Linked DNA regions of Danio rerio: region 2 is linked to region 1. Evidence: chromatin contacts called from public HiCAR-type data. All regions are on one chromosome and are shown on one strand. The core of a region is the stretch at or near the end of the contact, and the rest is flanking DNA. Distances in the headings are between cores, read along the strand shown.

Region 1 (6,634 bases), core at 2,606-5,105:
ATTGACTTATTCATAAAATAAACCAACTTTCTGTCAAAAGTTTCTTCAAGCTGCATATGAGCTGCAGACAGTGTCGGGTCTGAGTGCACGTTTCTGCCTGTAGTTCGCTCGGTTCCTGCTGAAACTCTGAGACAAATCTTTTTGGAAAGTTGAACGCTGTCCAAAACAGGACCACACACAGGCTCTGTGAGCAGCGCGGATCAGATTCAACTGCTGGAGGCAGACACACACACACACAAATCGCACACACTCACAAAATGGCGGCTATTCGTGTTAAAAACACTCACATTGCTGTCTAAATCAGCAATTCAGTGATGTATCGAACTTGAAAACAATCGGAAGGCGCGCGCGCGCTATATGTCCCGCAAACACACGGCATTTGTGCGCGCGACTCCAATTCGAAGCGAAAAACGGTCTATTCAAGTTTAACCTGGATTTCTGCCAGACTTCTATACAATAAACAATTCCTTCATCTTACATGACAGACCCCCCACCCGCAGCTTCAGGTCTGCCTTTAGAGTACACTTGAGGGGAAAACGCATTAGAAAGACTGAGGAAAACAGCTTCTTACCTTCTACCCAGAGTTTCTCCACGTCCGTCTCCAGATTAGCTGCCCTTAAGCCAACAGCAAAAGCTCCGAATATTAAAAGGCCCACAACTAAAAACTTTCCGCAGTTCTTTTGTATGTAACAGCCAAGTTTAAACAAAAGTCTTTGAAACTTTGCTCTCAACCACAGCGGCGCTTTCCTCCCAGTCGCATTCCCCTACAAGACAAGAGAGAGCAAATATTACACTCTCATCAACTTTTTTATACGATTTTGCTAAATGCATTATTAAATATTTACTGCTTTTTAATAGACTAAAATGCATAGTTGGTGGTGGAAATAGCATGTGGGGTACTTTAATAACAGAATTATAAGAAATATCCCTTTAAAGTGATTGTATTTTTAAAACAACTAGGTTTTATGGGTTATGTAATTACTATTCCACTCATAAGATTTTAAAAATAGCCTTGAAACATGCATACATTGTCATATGGCAAGCCATTTAAACATCTATTCTTTAATACTATATTTACATAACAAGTACTTTGTAATTACTAGTGAATAATCTAATAGTGACTGGCTAGTATCTTTTTATGTGACAGTTTCCTTGTAATAACTATTTAATATAATAATTTAGGGTCACTATTTCAATAGTATGTAACTACCCTGTTATAACCAGTGTCAGTGGTCTCCCAAAATACTCAGACATCAGTCCAACTTCAGTTTCATCTGTAACAATTCATTAGTTGCTAGTATCTACCATCACTTACTACAGTCTATTCCATTTGCACCTGTATTATATACTTGTGTTTATTAGTCACTAGTGTACAATCAGATTCATTTGTCAGTAAGATTTTAGCCAAAATACATAGTCATTCCTGTAACTAGTTTAACTGTATTTATATATATATATATATATATATATATATATATATATATATATATATATATATATATATATATATATATATATATATATATATATATTTTTTTTTTTTTTTTTTTTTTTACTAGTTCAAATGACTTATTTAAAATGAGCTGACTCAATGCAACTCTTGGGGCTTTTTTTGGGACAACTTAATAGTTTTATGTTCAATCCACTTTATTTTTAATAAACAATCAAGTAAACTTAAACGAATTGTGTTGGAACAACATGAAGGAATAGCGTGAAACCCTGCATTTTTTACATTGTAAGTTGTCTTATAAATGCCTGAAAAGCTGCTATGTTCACTATATGGAAACTCGTAGTTCATATTGAGCCACTGCCACCGATAATTTAAATACATATTTGTCAAAATTTTGATTGTGACTTAGCAAAGGAGTAAGAACTATGGCAAGCTGAATAAACTACTTAGGATAATCTTAGTTTTTTATTAACACTAAAATTATATATATATATGTATATGTGTATATATATATATATATATATATATATATATATATATATATATATATATATATATATATATATATATAACACTGGTAAAATATATTAGTCTAATATGAATCACAAAAGCAAAACACATCTCTGTGGTAACTGCTATTTGGCCAAATATTAAGTTGAGTTTTTATCCCCTGGATAACCAGTAGACCAGGATGACACATTCCGGTTCACACCTGGTGTTTTAATCTGTTTAGGCTTTTTCAATTGCTTTTGTGATATTTTGAGTGTGTGCACAAATGAAGGTTTTCTGAACTTTCAATCTAATGTTACAAAAAATATTGAACAATTTAGCAGAGAGAGGCTACCAAAAATGATACAGAGCAGCAGCTTTCCTTTCTGCCCTCATAGCTGCAAATCTACACAGAGCGCTGTTGATGCCATTGTGCTTTTTTGCCTTCGACCCAAACTTACTGGAAAAGGCAAAGTTTAAATCCCATCTGGCTCGTGTATGTCAGAAACACATCAAAGTGTTTAAACATTAGGCCAATTGGCAAAAGAGCAGGTCATGTTTTGTGGCTGTTCCAAATAATTCAAACAACCCAACTGAATGTGTTTTTAACAACCTCTAGAAGAGGTTGAAAGTGCTTGCTTCCATTTAGACAATTGAATTTAACATTTTCTGCTAGTTGTTGTATCAAAAAAGCTGCACACCATGTGTAAAGAGGATCTTTCTGCTAATGAAATTGGACACACAAAAACAACTACTGCCAAGTTGTAATGAATGAATGTGAAAACAGCTTGCCATACTACTACTCCTATTCTCTCGCTGTGTAGTATAATTCAAATGAGTTGTAGACCCACGCACAAACTATCAGACATTAAACTGACTATGGCTACAATGTGACAGACTGCATCCTTTGGACACTGTAGCACAGAAACAGGTTACAATATCCAAAGCCGGAGATGCACGTGGGTCGCATAGCAGAAGGGACGCGATGTGATGCGATTTGGGAAGTGCTGCAGCCATCACAGAGGGAGTTACGACAATATTTGTGAACGGAAGAGGGCAGCCACATGGATCGTGCGGGACGAAAACTACTCCCCGTGTAGATCCTATCTGAGGGGGGCTTCAATCAGTCGGTCAGGGCGAACTTGACCAACAAATCTGAAGAGCCTCCGCTTCACTTTCAAAGCTCAGCTTCGCTTCTGACAGATAGCCTAGGTTAGGTTGGTCGGAGCGCAAACGCTGCGGCTACAGGTTGGTCCCGCATCGGTCCCGTGGCTATCCCGTTACCTAGCGACTTCACTAAAGTTGAGCACTTTGTCAGCGCATTCCCAACAAAATCCAACAGGGCAAGCATAAAAGCACCTCTGATATCTGCTCCAGCGCAAAGGCGGCATCGCAATAGCTCGGCCGCTGCAAATACTCCAAATCCGCCGCGGCGGTCCGATAGTTGCCCCTATTTCTCCGCGTTACCCTCGGCCGATCGGGGTCTCTGTTTTCCTGCTCGGAGGAGACATTAACAGCCGAGGCCATGTTGCAAGGTCTGCGCCGAGCGTCTCGGTATCCGCGCTAGTGTATTTCCCCGCGAGCGTTTAGTGATATCCGAAGAAAACCAAGTTTGTCTCTCGTTGATCCCAGATCCGCGAAGCACTTCATACTCCTGTTTGAGACGGCGAGTCAGAGTCTGCGCCTTCCATTGCAACATTTCGCGAATCTGGAGGTCTCCAACAATTGCCCACTTTCACGGCGTCCGCTGGAAAGTTCGCGCGATCAGTGGATGCTCTGCAAACGTCGATCCCTCGGTGGCTGAAGCATTTCTGTGATCTATGTGGTCCCTCCTCAGGCCGCGCGACAAGGCGATCTCTGGGAGATTCAATAGATGTGAAAAAAGATCACTCTCCATTCGGAGACAGAGGAGGAGGGGCGTGGCCAAAGCGCTCGAGAGCCCGCCCCTGGGGCTGTCAGATGGCCGGGGTTCCTGCGCTCTGATTGGTTCCAGAAGGGCAAAAATTACTCAGCAAACACGACTATTATTAGCTGCTTAGCAACAGCTCACCAAAGTAGAGAGACCACCCAAGCCGAGAGCCCTCGTGTGTGCATCTCAAACTTCAGGGGAGTCTTAAAGAAGCAAAGCCCACTTTCTGCAGGGTCCGACCGAGGCGCGCGGGCCAACAAGAGCAAGAGCGCAGTCCGACTCCGAGCGCGCGGAGGAAGCGGAGAGAGCAAAGAAGAGGAGAGTTTATTTCTGGAGACAGGACAGACACAGCACTTTCTTTCTTTCTTTCTTTCTTTCTTTCTTTCTTTCTTTCTTTCTTTTTTTCTTTCTTTCTTTCTTTCTTTCTTTCTTTCTTAATTTCTTTCTTTCTTTCTTTCTTTCTTTCTTTCTTTCTTAATTTCTTTCTTTCTTTCTTTCTTTCTTTCTTTCTTTCTTTCTTTCTTTCTTTCTTTCTTTCTTATTGTTTGTTATAAGATATATTACATTTATTTATCTTATATTTTATTTATATTATAAAGGCTACTATTATTCTAAATTATTTTTCAGGCTTTTCTTATATATTACATTTATTATATTTATTTTAAATTTATATATTAAACTTTTTAAAATTTGTATAAATTATTTATAAATATTTGACATATTTAAATTATATGCATATACATAAGCTTCATTAGTTAATACACTTATTAACGTGAACTAATAATGAACCATACGTGTACTGCATATGTTTATCATAGTTTAACATTTACTAATGCATCAACATCCAAATTCATGCTGTGTACAGTGAACAATAAACAACTTTATTTTTATTAACCAATGTTAACAAAGGTTTAAAAAAATAATACTGTAATATATGTATTATCCATTGTTATGTTAATAAACACATCAACTACACTGTTAACCCTTAATGTAGATTATGCAGTAAATAACTGTAAAATAGCCAGTGTTTTGCTGTAATAAAAGGAAACAGTATTTTACTGTAAAAGGAGCAGGATTTGTATGAAATTTTGTAGTGCAAAGAATAAATTACAGTAATTTACTTTATGTACCCATTACAGATAATTACTGTGATAATAAATGATAAATTACTGCTCAACCACCATTATTACCCCATGTACTCTGATGCTTTATGTTGCTATATATACAGTATATATATATATATATATATATATATATATATATATATATATATATATATATATATATATATATATATATATATATATATATATATTCTGTTCAGTTTTGGTATTTGAATGGTCAGTATTGAGGAGAAAGTGACACAATGCATTGATAAGCTAAATTTCTCTGCAGCCATCTCTGTGTTTTCTTTGGTTCCTTTTATGTTTTTAACATTGAGTATCAGGAGTCAACCAATGTCAATGTCACAGAGCTAATTAAAAGGTAAAGATATCGACGAGATGCATTTAAAGGCAAAAATATTCACACAGAGCAACCAAATTATCACAATCATTTTTATAACTTTGGTTACTTTTCTATAATTAATATAATTAGCCTAGTTTAGCCTATAGTTAAGCTTTTAAATTGCACTTTAAGCTGAATATTAGTATTTTGCTAAATAAAAATGTGTTATTTAAAAAATATCTTAAACAGCACGTACATACATTTTTGCAGAGACTCAATGAATTTGTTTGGAAAACTTCAAATGAAGTAGGTAAAAATGGCATTAACAGTATAGTATAAAGACTTTCCTAAATAAATGTATTAATCAGGTTATTTGTTTTTGTATTATTATTATTACTACAGGTTTGGAACAACATGAGGATCAGATTATTTATTTATTTATTTATTTGCTTTGGATGAAGTTTTTATATTTTTATTGTTTTTATTCAATGATATGTACATGATTGTGATAAATGTAGGCAATTCCTTTGAAAATATGCTAGGTACACGGGATGTCGAACTCCTGAAGGGCTGCAGCCCAGCAGAATTTAGTTCCAGCCCTGCTTCAACACACTACCTTTAGATTTAGTTTGATCAGGTGTGTTTAATTAGTATAACTGCACTGTTACTCTGTAGATTGTGCAGTAAATAACTGTAAAATAGCCAGTGTTTTGCTGTAATAAAAGGAAACATTTATTATTTATTAACACATATTATTTTACTGTAAAAGGAGTAGACTTTGTATGAAATTGTGTAGTGCAAAGAATAAATTCCAGTAATTTACTTTATGTACTCATTACATAAAGTAACTGACAATAAATAGCAAATTACTGTTCAACCATTACTGTCCCATCTTCTCTGACGGTTTATGTTGCTATTTATAGAGACGTGCATTTTAAAGGCAGAAAATATTGATTTAGGCATCACCACTCCCACAGGCTGTCTGTCTTTTTCTTAACACAAAGGTGTTAGAAAGAGTTTTCAGAAAATGCTGGCCCTTTAAGGGAGCCAGGTGTTTGATTTGTTTACTGCTGAGTGTGCTTCATTCTCTGTCCATCAATTCAGATGTAGAGTCTGATATGTTTTAGGCTTTAAATAAGAATCTACAATGAGTAAATAAAATGTGTTCAAATGTTTTTGAGGGTTTCTAAAATAAGGCTGTGTTTTAAGCTATATTGTTGTTATCTTGAACTGTGTACTTAAAAGCTACATTGTTAGCTAGTTGGCCTTTCCTCATATAACGTCTTACATTACTTTTGTTTAAGTATGTGTATTTATTGGATATTGCATACTGCCATAAT
Region 2 (6,634 bases), core at 1,861-4,360, 150 kb before region 1:
TGAGAGTTGCAGAGAGCTAGCTACCGGCAAATAAGTAGTGGTGTCCAACTTTTTAGGGGGAAATTTTAAAGCCCTTCTCCTTCATACTCTGTTTCAAGGGCCAAGTGGAAGGGCTAGGGTTACAACAATAGAACTGAGATTAGGCCTTACTGACAGGCTTTCCTTTAGCTTTTTGCCTACTGTATCAGGGGTCGCCACAGTAAAATAAACAAATAACTCATTTTACATCCTGCCACAACCAAGCTCTATGATTGCCCTACCCCATGCAAGCCCCAGTGCCGGAGAAAAACGTATTCTACCTTTATTCTACCTACATTCAATTTAAGTTTTACAGACTGAAAAATAGTTTGAAAAGACCATTCACTTGACCTTCCATAAACATCTCAAAAGTTTAAATCCATGCCCATCACAAGAGTCCATGGAAATTTGTCTCAGAGATGAGATTTATGTATGTTAAGGGGGCAAAAGTCTTATGTAGAAATTCATAATTCAGCAAATGTGTTCACACGCATACACCTCTCAGCTTCCCCTTGAGCGCGGGCGCATTGCCAGTGGGCACCCAACTGTGCCAGTCCAAGAAAGAAAATCGTTTACGGGACTGTGAAACCTCCCCTTTCCAGCAGTACCAAGCAGGGAGTGGGAAAACTGGTTCTGATGGAATGCAAATGAGGAAATTGATATAAACGAGACATTTTTTCATCTCTAGGCGCGAGCCACATCCTTAACTCATCCAAGCGCTGCTGTTCAGATCTGCTCCATTCGGGTCGTTTTTATGAGGCTCTGCCGGGAATACGGTTTAGGGCCAATTAAGAAATCCCGATCCTGTCACGTTGCTAAATGCTGCAAGAGAGGCTGACGCATGGAGACCGTGATGGAAACAGAAGGCGTGATTGCATTTTGGCAGGGTGGCCATTGTAGGTTGAAATAAAAAAGCCTGCAAGATCTTGTTTTCTTTTCCGACATGCCGGGCACCAAGCAGCATGGTGCACAGGGCCAACGGGGGATCTGCTAGTGCAAAAGGCCTATGCAGGATGAATAAAGAGGTTCTTTCAAGGTGACGAGAGTCAGTGGGAGGCAGAACATTTCTTAACACTGGTCCTTCACAGAGTCGTCCTATAGCCCATGCTGCCGCTTCCAAATTTGCAACACTTGATGCAGGGATACATTAGGTTAACGCTGGCAGTCCCTGGGTGGTTGTAAGTCTGCTAAATCATCACCAGTGCTGTGCCAATGTCCAGCATTCATCCACACAGAGCAACTTCTGTTAGAGGTGCTAAAAGAGTTAGTGAAAGCACTATGACTTTAACTTTAAAGCCAATTCTATGAACTTTGCTGTGATGATGCAAGAAAAATACATATTTTCAAAATCGACTATATAATCCTTCTTACTTACTTTTTTAGATTTTAACACATTAAAGCACAGCATGCTGTCAGCAGGCTAAAACTCACTTCAGGCAGTTGCGTCTTTCTAATGTATCTTATTTAAAGCTTTACAGTAAATAACAAACAACACTACAGCTCAAGGTGAGCAGATGTTCCTGTTTTTCAGGGACAGTCAATTTTTTGTTGTCTTGTCCCAGACTGGAGTTGTTTTCAGTAAATTTAAAAGCATACAAAATGTATTGGCCTCAAATTTTAAATGCACTATAAATACTGTAAACAAATTCATTTAAAACATAAATGTAATTCTAAAAATTAAGTAAGCAATGTTTAAATGTTTAAACAAAAAATGAAATGAAACTAAGTAAATGATTTATTGAACCCAAATACTCCTGATAGTTGTACAAAATGTAATGGAGAAGTGGGTACCCTTTATCATTGTGTATGGTAACGCAATAAGACAAAAGGAGACCCTTATTATGATTGGTAAATTAATTGAAGAAAATAAACATTTGGTTCCTAAATTATGTCCATTTCATATATATACCCTGTAAACTTGGATCTGAACACAAAAAAATGCAAACTATTAGATTTTAGATTACTCCAAGCAAAGCGTGTTATTGCTTTAAATTGAAAAAAAAAAAACTCAAATGACATCCTGTGGTCAGTGGATTACAGAAATGACTAGTAATCTTGCTCTGGAAGAGCTGACATACACTGTTATAAAGAACGACAATACTATGTAAGAAAATACTACTATAATGCTATAAGGAAAATTACAAGATTAACCAGGTGGACCATGCAACATTTTTGATGTTTGTGCTTTTAAACCCTTGTTAGTGTCTTATAGTATTGTTCAGATGTCTTACATTTCACCAACAATTAACAAATTAGTTTAATCAGCATACAATTGAAAGCTGGGAAATGCATTATTTTTTATTATTATGTACTGCTCTTATTTGAATTTATTTACATATTTATTTTCACCTTTTTAACCATTTGTCTTTATGTATTTTGTTTTGTAGTTCAAACAAAACCCAATAAATATATTTTGGGGGAAAAAATTAATGAGCAAAATCATTATTATGTTTTGCGGTCAGTAATAGAGAAAAACAAAACAAACAAACAAAATCTTTGTATCAAAACAATACAAAATTTAAAATCATTATACAATCAATAATCAAACCTCACTGACCAGATAGTTGGCCCAGGGTTTTTTTTAGTATCACAGCAGAGCTATTGTAGTTTTTATTGATAGTTTTAATTACAGTTTTTATTACTAAGATACAACTGGTTCCCAAAATTGAATAGGAAACTTCAAGGCTCAATCGTTACCTATATTTTTAAAAATCCTATACGTGTGAAACTTAATGTTCAGACATTTTCCTACCATTTGCTGCAACCCCTGCAGAATTTGCTGGAGAAAGTTTCTCAGAGGGCCAAGGTGTCTGCTAGTGTCCAGAAGAGCTGAACATGATGAAGCCTCTCCCCAGTTCACTGCTTTATTCATCCAAAACTGCACATTAGTCTCAGAAACACCCGCCATCTTCTCAAATCTGCAAAAACAAATCGACAGGAAAAATACAAGGAATTTTAATTGGTAAACTATTTATTTAAAGTCAACATCATGAATTAAAAATTGTAATCATTTAAAATTCTAAACCGAGACAGATAGAGGACAAAAATAAATGTAGTCCATCAGGAATCCGTTGTCTCATCGGATTACTGTCGTTTGCCATTGCTGCAATCTCTTGATTTTCTGGCAAGCGGAGCGACTGTACTTTAAAAGTGTGTTTCTCAATTCAAAAAAAGTAGCAGAGTTCGTTATAATGATGCCTTTTGTACATAGTCTGAGATGACAAGGGTTGTAATCAGGAAACGGGAAGTTGAAAATGTGTTACCCAATTGAGGGCTCTTAATTTGTCATCAGCCTGTATTTCATGAGCCGGCCAGTTTGAAAACAGAGGAGAAAAAAAATTATAAAAGAGGCATTGGGTAGTGCAATAAAGTCTTCGTGGACCTCATTGTAAACTTCCAGAATGCTCTTAACTCAACGCTGAAGTATTTTGACAATTAAACAAAAGCTAACAGTACTGAAACCATCAATGGAGACACATCCTCATCTGTGTCCTGCTGGGAGGTGAAGTTCTCACACCGCGGCCATGGCGTAACGGGGTAGAAAAAGCGCTCAAACAGCTTGTGTGTGCAGGAGCAGGAGTTTGTGGGTAATTGTTGTTCTTAGTCTTAATGACAGGTCTGTGAAAGACACAACAAGGGAGTGTTTTTATGATCCGCTCGTAACGGCGGAGTCGTTTAATGTCTTGCCATCACCCCTGCTGGAAAAATCCCTTGGGTGAGACAATGTAAATATATAATTAGCCTTTCTTTCCTTTTTTTTCATCAAACCAAACTATGAACAAACGCTTCTTGTTGACTTGTCATCCCCTCACAGCTTTCACCAGTCCTTCGGGGGACGCAGACGCCTGGCCAATAAACTGCCACGGCCAAGATGGGTGTAATTTCAACACAGAATACTGGTAGAGCGCTAGCTGAATTTGTACAAGTGTAAAATTATTTGGGCTATGCTATGCGCTGGAGAGTGTCAACATTGACACGTACCAACACATACTAATGTCCTGACTGTATGCCAGACAGAAAAAAAACATGACTACAAATGTATAATTAGGCCCCTGACAAGCAACAGTCAAGAGCAGAGTAAAACAGGTCTGCCTGACAATCGTTTGATTTGGTTTGGTTGGCTGGTTAAAACCAAAATTAAATAAAGGGGTATAAAAAATGTCTGCTCAGACAGCTGGTGTCTGAGTGAAGCTATTATTGAAGCTCCATTTACCATGGTGCTAATGGATTTGACATTCTTAGCTGGAGGGCAAACATGTTTTTGTACTCCACTCAACAATGTCACATTATTTAATCATCCCTGAAGTCCCAATAATAAACTCTGCTCAGATGATTTGATCTTTTGGTGGACTGATTGCATGTGATGTCTCTACTATTTTCAGAGTCACACTATTGTTTGATAATAAATTTTTCTTTGTATGTTTCAGCATTTTTAGGGTCGACATTTTATATTTAGAATGATCTGATCTAATGCTAATGAAGTTGTGGTGAAAAGGAAATCGTCGCAGATCTTTTCTTATTATTATTAATGCACAATGAAAACATCAACAGTACTTGCTTCTATTCATCAGTGGTTGATTAAACAGAGTCAGAGCTAAATGCGAGCTTGTGGTTGATTGAGGGCGAGGGGTACATTTAGCAGACTGAGGGTGTCTTGAGTATGATTAAAATGAGCTCTTGTGCGATTGCTGTGTTTCTGTTCAATTCATTTCAGAAAACCAGGTAAACACTAAACAAGCAGGGGGCCATTGAAAAGATATTATGAAATATTAATGCAACACAGACCAAAAACATCTAAATAAAAAAGGAAGACATGATGTAACAAGACCGAAAAAGGACAGAATGCTTAAGTATATGTGTTTTTTTAATCACACAAAAAAATCTTGAGAGTCCATACTTTACCAGCCGATTGATTACATCCGATTTTTTTTTAAATAGAAAAAGTTAGAAGTTGCACATGTTTTAAAGTTTTCAGAAATGCTTGATTTAAATTAGAAAACAAAATATTTTTTAAATAAATACTCAATTATTTGTGTTTATATTTAAAGCATAGAAATCTGAACATTGAATAAAAGCAAGGGCTGAATGATACTTAAAAATATGCAAAAGTCAAACTTATTCGCCCTTCTGTAACTTTTTTTTTATATTTCTAAAATGATTTTCAACAGAGCAAGAATTTTTCAAAGTAGTTACTATATTTACTTTTCTTCTGGGAAAAGTCTTGTTTTATTTTGCCTACAAAAAAAGCAGTTCAACATTTTTTTAAAACAATTTTAAGGTCAAGATCATTATTCCCATTACGCAATATATTATTGGAATTTTCTACAGAACAAACCATCATTATACAATTACTTGCCTAACAACCCTAACTTGCCCAATTAACCTAGTTGAGCCTTTAAAATGCACTTTAAGCTGAATACTTTTGTCTTGACAAATATCTAGCAAAATATTATTTACTGTCATCATGGCAAAGATAAAATAAATTAGTTATTAGAAATGAGTTATTAAAACTATTATGTTTAGAAATGTATTGAAAAAAATCTTCTGTCTGTTAAACAGAACTTAAAACAAAACTAACTCTAATTTAGAAAAAAAAAATCTGTGTCACGGTGCAAACATTTATTCTTTAATCGACTATGAGTGAAAACAGCTGTTGTCATTTTTCCTCTCATATCGGCTCCTGCCATTAGTATTTAAAGGAGAGATAGTAATGCCCCAACTGATTGGTCAAATCTAGATAAACAATCAATGAATAACATAAATGCAATTCATCACACGTCTTCAATATTTATATTGCATAGATTATTATCACAATAAAATAATGGTGATAATAATTGTGCAGCCCTAGAAAAACCCAGGTTAAAAATGTTTGTTTGTTTTGTTTAGTTGACATATAACAGTAAAAAGGGGCATTCTGTTTTATAAACTTAATTAAATTAATTAATTAACCTTTTCCTCAGCAAACCAGAAAACACTGCAGAAAACAACAAATTCAAGAATTACAATTACAAAGAGTTACATAATATGTCATTTAATTTGTGTATTTTGTAACTCAAGTCTTGAATCGATTGACTGATTGATCATCTTTTTGCCAAATGCCCCATAGAAAGATTAGATTAGATTCAACTTTATTGTCATTAAACAATGTACAAGTACAAGGCAATGAAGTGCAGTTTAGGTCTAACCAAGAGTGCAGTAGCAGCAAGCGCAGGATATAGGTAAAAGTTATAAAGTGCAATTATAAAAACAACTATGGGTAATATTTACAGATGGATGTATTATGAACATTATATACAGGTTGTAGTAGCTATGAACAGGAATTTACCACACACAGAACAAACCTATCCTCTTTGGTGGGTGAAGAATAGGGGTCAGCGGCCTCAGGTGGTTGTGACGTAGCTGACCCCAGACCATTTGTTCATGCAATGTTAGGAGGCCGGCAATGTTAAGCCTTGGGTGACACAGGGGCTCACGTTAGCATCACTAATATTCCTCTCAAAACGAGTTCAGAATACATGTACATTGATGGACTGAATAACACTAAACTGTTCTTTAAATCTGTTCCTGTTCCTCTACTTGCTGATTCTCAGAATGTATTTTGAACAGAATTTTGGGT

What was found. HiCAR-type assays count read pairs that join an accessible place to other places.
Region 2: a HiCAR-type map of caudal fin shows a contact between it and region 1, with 5 times the contacts expected there. The contact joins the promoter of fancc here to the promoter of ptch1 in region 1. A contact is called at or near these places in 2 of 18 Hi-C or Micro-C datasets (caudal fin and an unstated tissue) and 3 of 4 datasets of contacts at active chromatin or transcription factors (caudal fin, embryo and gastrula embryo).

Annotation. Positions count from the first base shown.
Region 1 is chr8:32,040,335-32,046,968 of GRCz12tu, reverse strand. It overlaps ptch1 (patched 1), which reads right to left and starts at 3,855. Exons shown (of 24, transcript NM_001305542.1): 1 at 3,299-3,855; 2 at 572-764. The coding sequence starts at 3,466.
Region 2 is chr8:32,193,925-32,200,558 of GRCz12tu, reverse strand. It overlaps fancc (FA complementation group C), which reads right to left and starts at 3,110. Exons shown (of 13, transcript NM_001040637.1): 1 at 2,771-3,110. The coding sequence starts at 2,926.